Linked DNA regions of Manis pentadactyla: regions 2 and 3 are each linked to region 1. Evidence: chromatin contacts called from public Hi-C data. All regions are on one chromosome and are shown on one strand. The core of a region is the stretch at or near the end of the contact, and the rest is flanking DNA. Distances in the headings are between cores, read along the strand shown.

Region 1 (2,700 bases), core at 184-2,683:
GTCCCTACCAAGTCCCTCTGACGAAAAATCTGATTTGGGCTTACCTCTCCGCTTATATCCCAAAATGCTTCCAAATGTCAGAAGGGCTGCATAACCAAAACCAATCAGGTCCATTGGCAAGGTGGGATTCTCAAGCTAAGGAAGAGACAAATTTTATAAAAAGAATCTGGGAGAGCAAATGTATATAAAAATGATCCGCATTCCACAGAATTGTAGAAACTAATTTCTCTAGTCTACTAAAACGAGAGAAGCTTGATATTTACATATCCCCATTCTGTCACCTTCAGGCACACTCAGGGGGCACCTCAGGCTGATTCACCTTTCCTTGTCTTCAAGACCTGCCCTACCCTCAGCTGCTTAGAGCCTTCCGCCTCTCCAAGGAAGACTTCCATTCTGGTTAGTAGTCTCCTCACTGGGCTGTAACACTACAACCTTCACTTTTCACTCCCACATGTGGAATGTCCTTCTTCTCCCCCACCTACAGAACCCCAATGGTCCTCTACAGCCCACCTCCCTCGGAACCTGCTCCCCTTCTTAACTAACTTCCAGGCTTGTTAACCACTCCAGCCTGTACCATCTAACTGGTCTGGAGCAAATTGCTTTTCTACCTCTAAATTCCCTGACTTGATCAACTCCATCTTGGAATTCTTTCATATTCATACAGACATTCGTTCTCCCATCCTCCTCATACTTAAGAAAAGAACAGGGGAAACATGGATGTTTGTTTGCTGACAGAACCAAAAGATTCACTCTGAGCATTTGTTTGTCACTAGCTTTGTTATGAGACAGCTCTTCTCTGGTGGCAGACAGCCATGCTGTCAATGCTGCATCACTGAAGAATATAATGAAGCCCTGCCTGATGCAAAGTTAACTGGAGTTGTGACCTCCTACTGTGTGCATGCTAGCAGCAGGTGAAATATATATCCATGGGTGAGAAGTCCCATGGAAATTCTGCTCAGGGTTCTGTAAACGTAGGAGAAAGTGTGCTGGCTACAGGAAGGTGACATGTACACTGGTCATTAGTTGGCTGGTGGCCCACACCCCACCCCTAACTTCAACTCCCCTCAAAGTTGAAGGGACTAGACAGGATGAGCCTTAAATTTCCTTGCAGCTTTTTAAATGCTAAGATTCTCAGTGGTGCTTTTATATCTTCACTTTTGTATGGGGAAAATATCTCTGTACATATGAGACATGGTGCATCAGATATCTTTATTATATTTTTACAATTTTCTCACAGCTCATCAATTAGGTTAACCTGGGCTTCATTCCCAGGAGCAATTGGTAACAAAATAGCCCAGAAGAACAGAAAAGGGGTTTTGAGCTTCTTTCAGAGAGCAGGCTAGCACTTACTGCGAGTAAGGGCCCAAGGTGGAGGGAATGCCAGGCACAGGAGATGATGGCCCTGGATAGGAGGCAACACTGGAAAATCCTCAGTATCTGTGGGAAGAAGAGTCAGGAAGGAGAGCTCATCTGTGTCCAGGATGTGGTGCAGAGGGACAGAACATGCAGGAAGGACCTGTGTTCAAAACCACCACTGACTGAATGGTGAACAAACAAATAATAATAAGGATAGTAATGTTTTGGTTGCCATATGCTAGGTAGGCATCACTCTAAGGCTTTCCAGAAACTCATGCAATTATTTTCACAACCCTCTGACATAAGTACTAAAATTGTTACCCCCATTTTCCAAATGAGGAGACTGAGGCACAGAGAAGGCACACAATACCCTGAGGTCACACAGCAGAGCCAACATTTCAGACTCTGAGAAGTCTCATTTCTAACACTTAGCAATAATACCTCTGATAACTGAGTCAGCAGCCCAAAGAGAGAATGCAAATGAAACTGAGGTTTTCCAGAGTTTTAAGTTCTGAATTAATCACTTTTTCTTGGACTTATAGCTTAAAGTGGTGACCACACTGTCGTTCATCTGGTGACTTAACCATCTTCAGTTCTATGAGCACTTCATGCTCAGTCCCATTTACTGTCTTTCTCAGAGTTAATCATATTCCACAATGTATGTTTGGCTTCAAACCTGATGCCACTGCTTACTAGCTGTAAAACATCAGGCACATTCCTTAGTCTCTTTGCAAGATGGTTTCTCCATCTATAAAATAGAGATAATAAAACTATCTACTCATAGAGTTGTGGTAATTAAATGAGTTAATACTATAAAGCACCTAGAACAGTGCCTGGCACATACCGAGCATTCAACACATACAAGCTGCTCTAATAATGATTCTTCTTCTCTTTCATCCCTATATCCATTTTTAAGCTTGACATGTGTAAGGCCATTACTATAACAGCAGATGGAGAAAACAACTGAGGTGGGGTAATTTATGATTTAGGCATTCAGTGAACCAAATCATAGAACTACAACTTACACTCGATCCCATTTAACAACTATTTATTGAGCATCTTCTGTGTGCAAGGCAGCAGGAAGCAAGCAAAAGCCCTCAGACACAGCCCTGGCCTTCAGGACTCAGTATAGCACAGTGAAGGAGGTGGATGCATGGATGAGCCTTACCAGGAGGGGCACCTAACAAGGTCTGGAGCCTCAGGGAGGATTCCTACAAAAGGCAGGGTCCCAAAAGGGAGGCTGGGGAGAACAGGAGTCAGTTAAGTGAAGAGAGTGGCGAGGAAGGGTATGCTCTAGGCAGAGGGAGAACATGTGCAAAGGCCCAGTGGCATGAGAAAACATCA
Region 2 (2,700 bases), core at 142-2,641, 180 kb before region 1:
GCAGTAACTGCGGGCCCGGCGTACGGCAGCCATCTTCGCGGGGCAGGAGGCCAGACCGGGGCGCGCTGGAGCGGCGGCCGGGGACTCGCGGGGCAGAAGAACGCCCGCGGCCAGGCGAGGCAGAGAAGCGCGCGAGCCCCACAGCGTCGGCCCTGGAGGAGACGCCGGACGCCGCTGCGGAGCTGCCCCTCTGCCGCCGAGGCGTGCGCCGACGTAGCGAGCGTGCGCAGTGCCGTCGCCGCCGGCGCCCCCGCTCGCGTGCACGGCTCTTCGGCCCGCGCGCTGCCTGGAGGAGGGCCGCGGGGCTGGGACGTGCTGTGTGCGCGAGGCCCACCCGGAGGCCAGCTCACCGATTTGCCGAAATCCAAACAAGACCCACGCAGCGGCCCAGTGAATGCTTATGCAAGGTGGAACGCGCGTAACCTCAAAAATGTCTGTAACTCAAATGGAGGGTTGAGACCCTACGGCAAGCAGCCCTAAAGGGCATCAAACGACGCTCGGGACGGTCGCTGCATGGTCGTCGGTGACTCTGGCTAGAGCCACCCCAGACGTGCAGGGAGTGAAACTCCACTACAGCCACAGGCTGTTAGAGCAACTTAACTTTTCAAAAGCACGGGTCTGGAGGTCGAGGAAAAGATTCTGTTTGGAAGAAAACTCAGCGACTGCCAAGCCCTGTCGCACTACGGATCCCATCATGCAACGGGGGCATGACGCTAAGACTCCAGGGCCTCGAAACCCGAGTCCTGCGGGGACTGCGCCGACGAGACCTTGGGGTTTGTAGTCCGCTGTTTCGCGTAGCGCGCTGGACTCTGCACATGGTATTCGCCCATCCTCTTAAAGCTCAAACACCTGGTGTCACTTCCACAGCGGCCACTCATCAAGCGATATATATATATATATATTTCCACATTTCACATTGTTTTAAATACGAAATTATACATGCTCTGTTGAAAAACTACAGTTTTACAGCCTCTTCGTTCTGCAAACATGTACGGAGCTTCTGAAGTTTCTAAAGTTTCTATTAGGTGCCAGATTGTAATAGTGGTCAGGATTCCAAAACCCTATCTGTGTTCAATAAGTTCACAGAGTTTAAAGCTCTTGGCTATCATTTTATTCTAGAAATCTTAGAAATGCAGTACGTCTTCTGCAGACAAAGATGAAAAAGGAGACGGGGGCAGATGGTGAGCTTCAATAAGGAAGCCCAACTGCTGTCTTTTAATATTAGGATCCATCCTTCGGATGAGTATGTTCGGAAGGGCATGTTTTATTTGCATCCTAAATCAGCTACCTATGAATAGTACCTTCATGTTTAACGGAGGCCAAAAATGTAATAATTTTTAGCTTTCAAAGGCGGCTTTAGGGCTTAGGTCTTTTAAGGATGATTTTCCTCCCAATGACTATAATTGGATTTTGAAATTTAAATCGGGGGGAAAGATTAGATGAAAGGATTTGTAATAGAAGAAAATGATATATGTGATTCATGAATACAAAACATCAGTTTTGCAGATGAAGAATGAGGTACTGAAATATTTTCCGAACTGGTCTATTACATTAAACATACTGAATACTAATTTATCTTGGTCAGTTAACACAGAAGATTTCTATTCTAGCATATAAACAAAGCTTAATAAAATAACTAGTATTTGTAACAATAACTTAAGCACCTACTTTATATATAAACACAGTTTACTACCTTAGCCATTTTTTAAAATGTTATGTGTCACAGCTACAAATTTAGTATTTTAGATCACTATCCTCTGTATCCACTAGACCTCTTTACAGGGTTATATTGTCGCATCACGTTATATTTACAAGGTTATCATTTTCCCCAGGCTGGAACTGCTGACCTAATCCATTTACCAACTCAGTGAACCCTTGTTAAAAGTAGAACAAGACAGTCCTTCTATTTTCCAGGTAGACTTGCTTGGACAACTGAATTGAACTAAAACCAGTTATTTTAGGTATTTTTTAAAAAATCACTTTTCATGGGTATAGTATATGATTTGTTAGGCTCCCTCGTTTCCCTATTTTTTGATAATGACTTTCCATTTTCATTTGCCATGTAGTTTGGGTATTATATAGGTAAATATAAAGGTAAATAAATGTTAGACATTTACAAGATAGCCAGATGACCCTGTCCCATTTGGGACAGGAAGTCTAAGGAAGTTTGACTGTCTTATATCTTACATCAAAAGGAGGAATAAAAGAGGGATTCAGGACATCTGCATAGAGTCTTTAGGAAAAAAACAATGTCATCAGTTCTTAGAATTCAAAAATAAAAATAGGGAGAAAAAATTGATACGGTGGTTAGCTGGGGGATTTAAACTCAGAGAAAATTAGACTGTTTCCACCTGGATGAAAATGCAATCCTTCAAACTAAAGTTGCTAACAATGTAAAAACTCTTAGGGTTCAAATAAATGCTAACTGGTAATCAGTTGTGTTTTATTTTAAATATTTTTTATTGTGGGAAATAATATATAACACAGTTTACCACCTTAGCCATTTTTGAGTATACAATTCAGTGGCATTGATTTCATTCACAATGTCGTGCAACTTCAGTTACGTTTTTTAAAATGTTTTCAGGAAAATTATTTCCCCATGATTACCTAAAATGAAATGTTCTCCGAACGTGCATCGAAGCCTCCAGTTCTAAATTTTGAGGCCTTATGAGGCCGATCTGCAATAAGAAGGGCGTTTGG
Region 3 (2,700 bases), core at 84-2,583, 210 kb after region 1:
AAATTATTATTGTCTCATCTACAATAATCAGCCTACTGAATCTCAATATGGATCTTCCAATAAGTATTTCAGTAGCTCTGTTAGAATTAAAACAAATAGTAAATAATTTTGTCGAGGGCTAAACTATGTCAAGTCGTCTTCAATACTGTTTAGAGAATGCAACTAAAAACACTTAAGGTAGGGGAAGAGGAGCAAAACAAAATCTAAACAGTTTCATCTTTTATAAGTGTTAGAAAAGAATGGGGCTAGGTGGGAAAAAAAACAACAAATCCTTTGTGGTTGAAGGAACTGGAATGGAATTATCTCCTACGAAGTGGAAAAGGATGGTTTGGAAGGCGAATGGGCAAGTGTTGAAAGTCAAATTTTTTGGAGAAAAAGAAATGAAGAAAGATAAAATACAAAAGGGGAGAAGGTGGGACCAGATTATAGGAAAAGCAGAAGTACGGCAGAAAAGAGATGAGGCTGGGCAGAAGCATAAATGAGAAAGGCAAACTATGGAAAATGACCCGGTGGAAAGAAGAGAATGAATGGTATGTAAGGCAGAAATGAAGCTGGGAGTGGGGAAGATTACTGGGTCCAGGATTCAGCAGAGGAAAGAGATGGGCGTGGGGAGAGTGGGTGGGAAGAGGCTGCGGGAATGAGAACGAAGGTGCAGAGACGCTGATGGAAGGAGGGGCCAAGGCTAGGGCCGAGGTGGCAGTTAAGGACGGAGCTGGGCACGGAGGGGTCTGGTGTGGGAGAATGTGCTAGGCACGGAACCTCCACAGACCTGCGGAGTAGGGTGGGGAAAACAGTGATCCCGAGGGAGACGGACAGGGGATAGAGAAGCCGAGCTGCAAGCAAGGGCGCGACCAGGAACACTGATAACAGAAGACAACAGCCAGCCGGGCTGGAGTGGAAAAAATCTAGCGGGATGGAGCGGAGGGCCAAGGACAGGAGAGAAAGGATAAAGCTGGGTGGCGCAGGACGACGAAATCGCGGCGAAGAGGAAAAAGGGTAGGGGCAGAGACATATTTATGGGGGAGAGGACAATCTTGAGAGGAGAAGCATAGAGGCGGACTAAGCGGCGAGCCCGTGGGGGCCGCCGGGGATGGAGGCAGGTGGCGGTTGGGCAGAGAAGTCCTCACCGTGGAGTCCGTAAAGGACATGCCCGGGAGAAAGGGCAGGCCGTGCACAGGGTTGGACACCATCTCAGCAGTTGGCGCCGCCGTCACCACCTCTGTCCGGTTTGGTCGTCCCCGGTTGCCCGGGCGACGAGCCGCGTTTGTGGGCCCCTTGAAGCTCCATGGTAACGCCAAACAACCTGAGCTGCCGTGCGGGGAGGGCGGGGCCCGAGGGGCAGTAGTAACGGATATGCGCGTGCGCCGCACACGGGATTCCGCGCTCTGGCGATAGGCTGGCCGCGGCGGTTAGTGGGCCACGCGCCTCTGGCCCCGCCCCCCAGCTCCTGGCGTTGGGACGCCGGGAGCTGGGGGGCGGGGGAGGAGGTGACTGAAGAGGCCGCAGTCGTCGCGGTGAGGCCCAGGGTGGGCCGTCGGTGAGCTCCTGCCCGCTACCGCCCTAGGCCTCGCTGCGCCCCTCCTGCGCCGACAGCCCCGGCCCTGTGATCCGAGCTCTCGGAGGAGGCAGTTGTCACATTTCACCCTGAAGTGTAAACGGTTGGTTCTGGGTGAAGTGTTACCTGTCCTGACCCGTGCTTATTGGGGCAGGGGCTGCGAGTTATTCATGGTTGTACCCTGTTGCTCAAGGGTGCTAACTGATCGAATGCAACCGTCTCGTCCCTAATCCCCCCACTTCGGCATTCCCTTTTTTTCCCCACCGTCACCTCTCTCTTCTGTCAATCCCTGCCGTTCTGCACCATCTCGATTCTTACTCGCTTCAGGACACTCTATTTGTTGACTGACAACCTACAACGGGTGCTCACCTAAATTCTCTTCATCTCTAGTTTGTACCTACTTGCAGCTGCCATGAAAAAATCAGAACCACAAAAAGAAACGCATCTCCTTCAGAGGAGACTGTCATAAGAAAGAAGCGAGTAAGTGCAGTGAAATACTGTCAGGATCTAGGTATTCTCTTTTACTTGAAAGCTTCATCATCTATTCAGGACAGAATCTCTCAAAGTTCAGGATAAACCTAGGCTTGCCAGTAGAGTAAAATGAGAGGACCTATTTTCTTGGGTAGTGGTTGATTACTATATTATTATCTGTTTTTGAGTTTCTGTGTAAATGTTTTTTTTTTCTGTTAATGATGCTAATGTATTGCTAAACAAGATCTAAATTAAAAAAGGAAAAGAAAAAAATATTCTCTTTGGTGCTTTTTACGAAACTTTTTAAAAGCATATTCCTTAAGTGAAATGTAATCCTGTTCCTGAAACATTTCCAGGAAAGAAAAAAAAGCTATCCATAGGAGCCGAGGGGCTTAAAATAGAAACAAAAACCAACCCAAACCTAGGTGCCCAGACATTGTATTCATTAGGTCTGAAGTGGAGCCTAGGAATCTGATTTTTGTAACAGCTGTTTCTGATAATGAGCCATTTTAGACACATGATAGAGTGGTAAGCCTGACACAGAAGGCATAGCTCCATGCCATGGGGAGTTTATTGCCAGCACAGACAGCAGCTTTAGTTCTGCTTCTTGTCGAGCAAATCCCCCTGCTGGGTTTCAGTAACAGGCGTGAAGTTCAGGGGGCCCAGGACATGAG

The links. Hi-C and Micro-C count contacts between places; a contact is called where the count stands out from the background.
Region 2: a contact with region 1 is called in a Hi-C map of blood, with 2.5 times the contacts expected there. The contact joins the promoter of LOC130681353 here to the promoter of TMEM14A in region 1. A contact is called at or near these places in 2 of 3 Hi-C or Micro-C datasets (blood and fibroblasts).
Region 3: a contact with region 1 is called in a Hi-C map of skin fibroblasts, with 5 times the contacts expected there. The contact joins the promoter of EFHC1 here to the promoter of TMEM14A in region 1. A contact is called at or near these places in 3 of 3 Hi-C or Micro-C datasets (blood, fibroblasts and skin fibroblasts).

Annotation. Positions count from the first base shown.
Region 1 is chr16:20,801,734-20,804,433 of mManPen7.hap1, forward strand. TMEM14A (transmembrane protein 14A) reads right to left here and starts at 1,434. Exons shown (of 7, transcript XM_057493756.1): 1 at 1,351-1,434; 2 at 45-135. The coding sequence starts at 114.
Region 2 is chr16:20,625,104-20,627,803 of mManPen7.hap1, forward strand. LOC130681353 reads left to right here and starts at 1,392. Exons shown (of 2, transcript XM_057494251.1): 1 at 1,392-2,700. FBXO9 (F-box protein 9) reads right to left here and starts at 194. Exons shown (of 13, transcript XM_036916373.2): 1 at 1-194.
Region 3 is chr16:21,012,937-21,015,636 of mManPen7.hap1, forward strand. It overlaps EFHC1 (EF-hand domain containing 1), which reads right to left and starts at 1,334. Exons shown (of 10, transcript XM_036916391.2): 1 at 1,128-1,334. The coding sequence starts at 1,190. It overlaps LOC130681190 (a long non-coding RNA gene), which reads left to right and starts at 1,348. Exons shown (of 7, transcript XR_008994254.1): 1 at 1,348-1,658.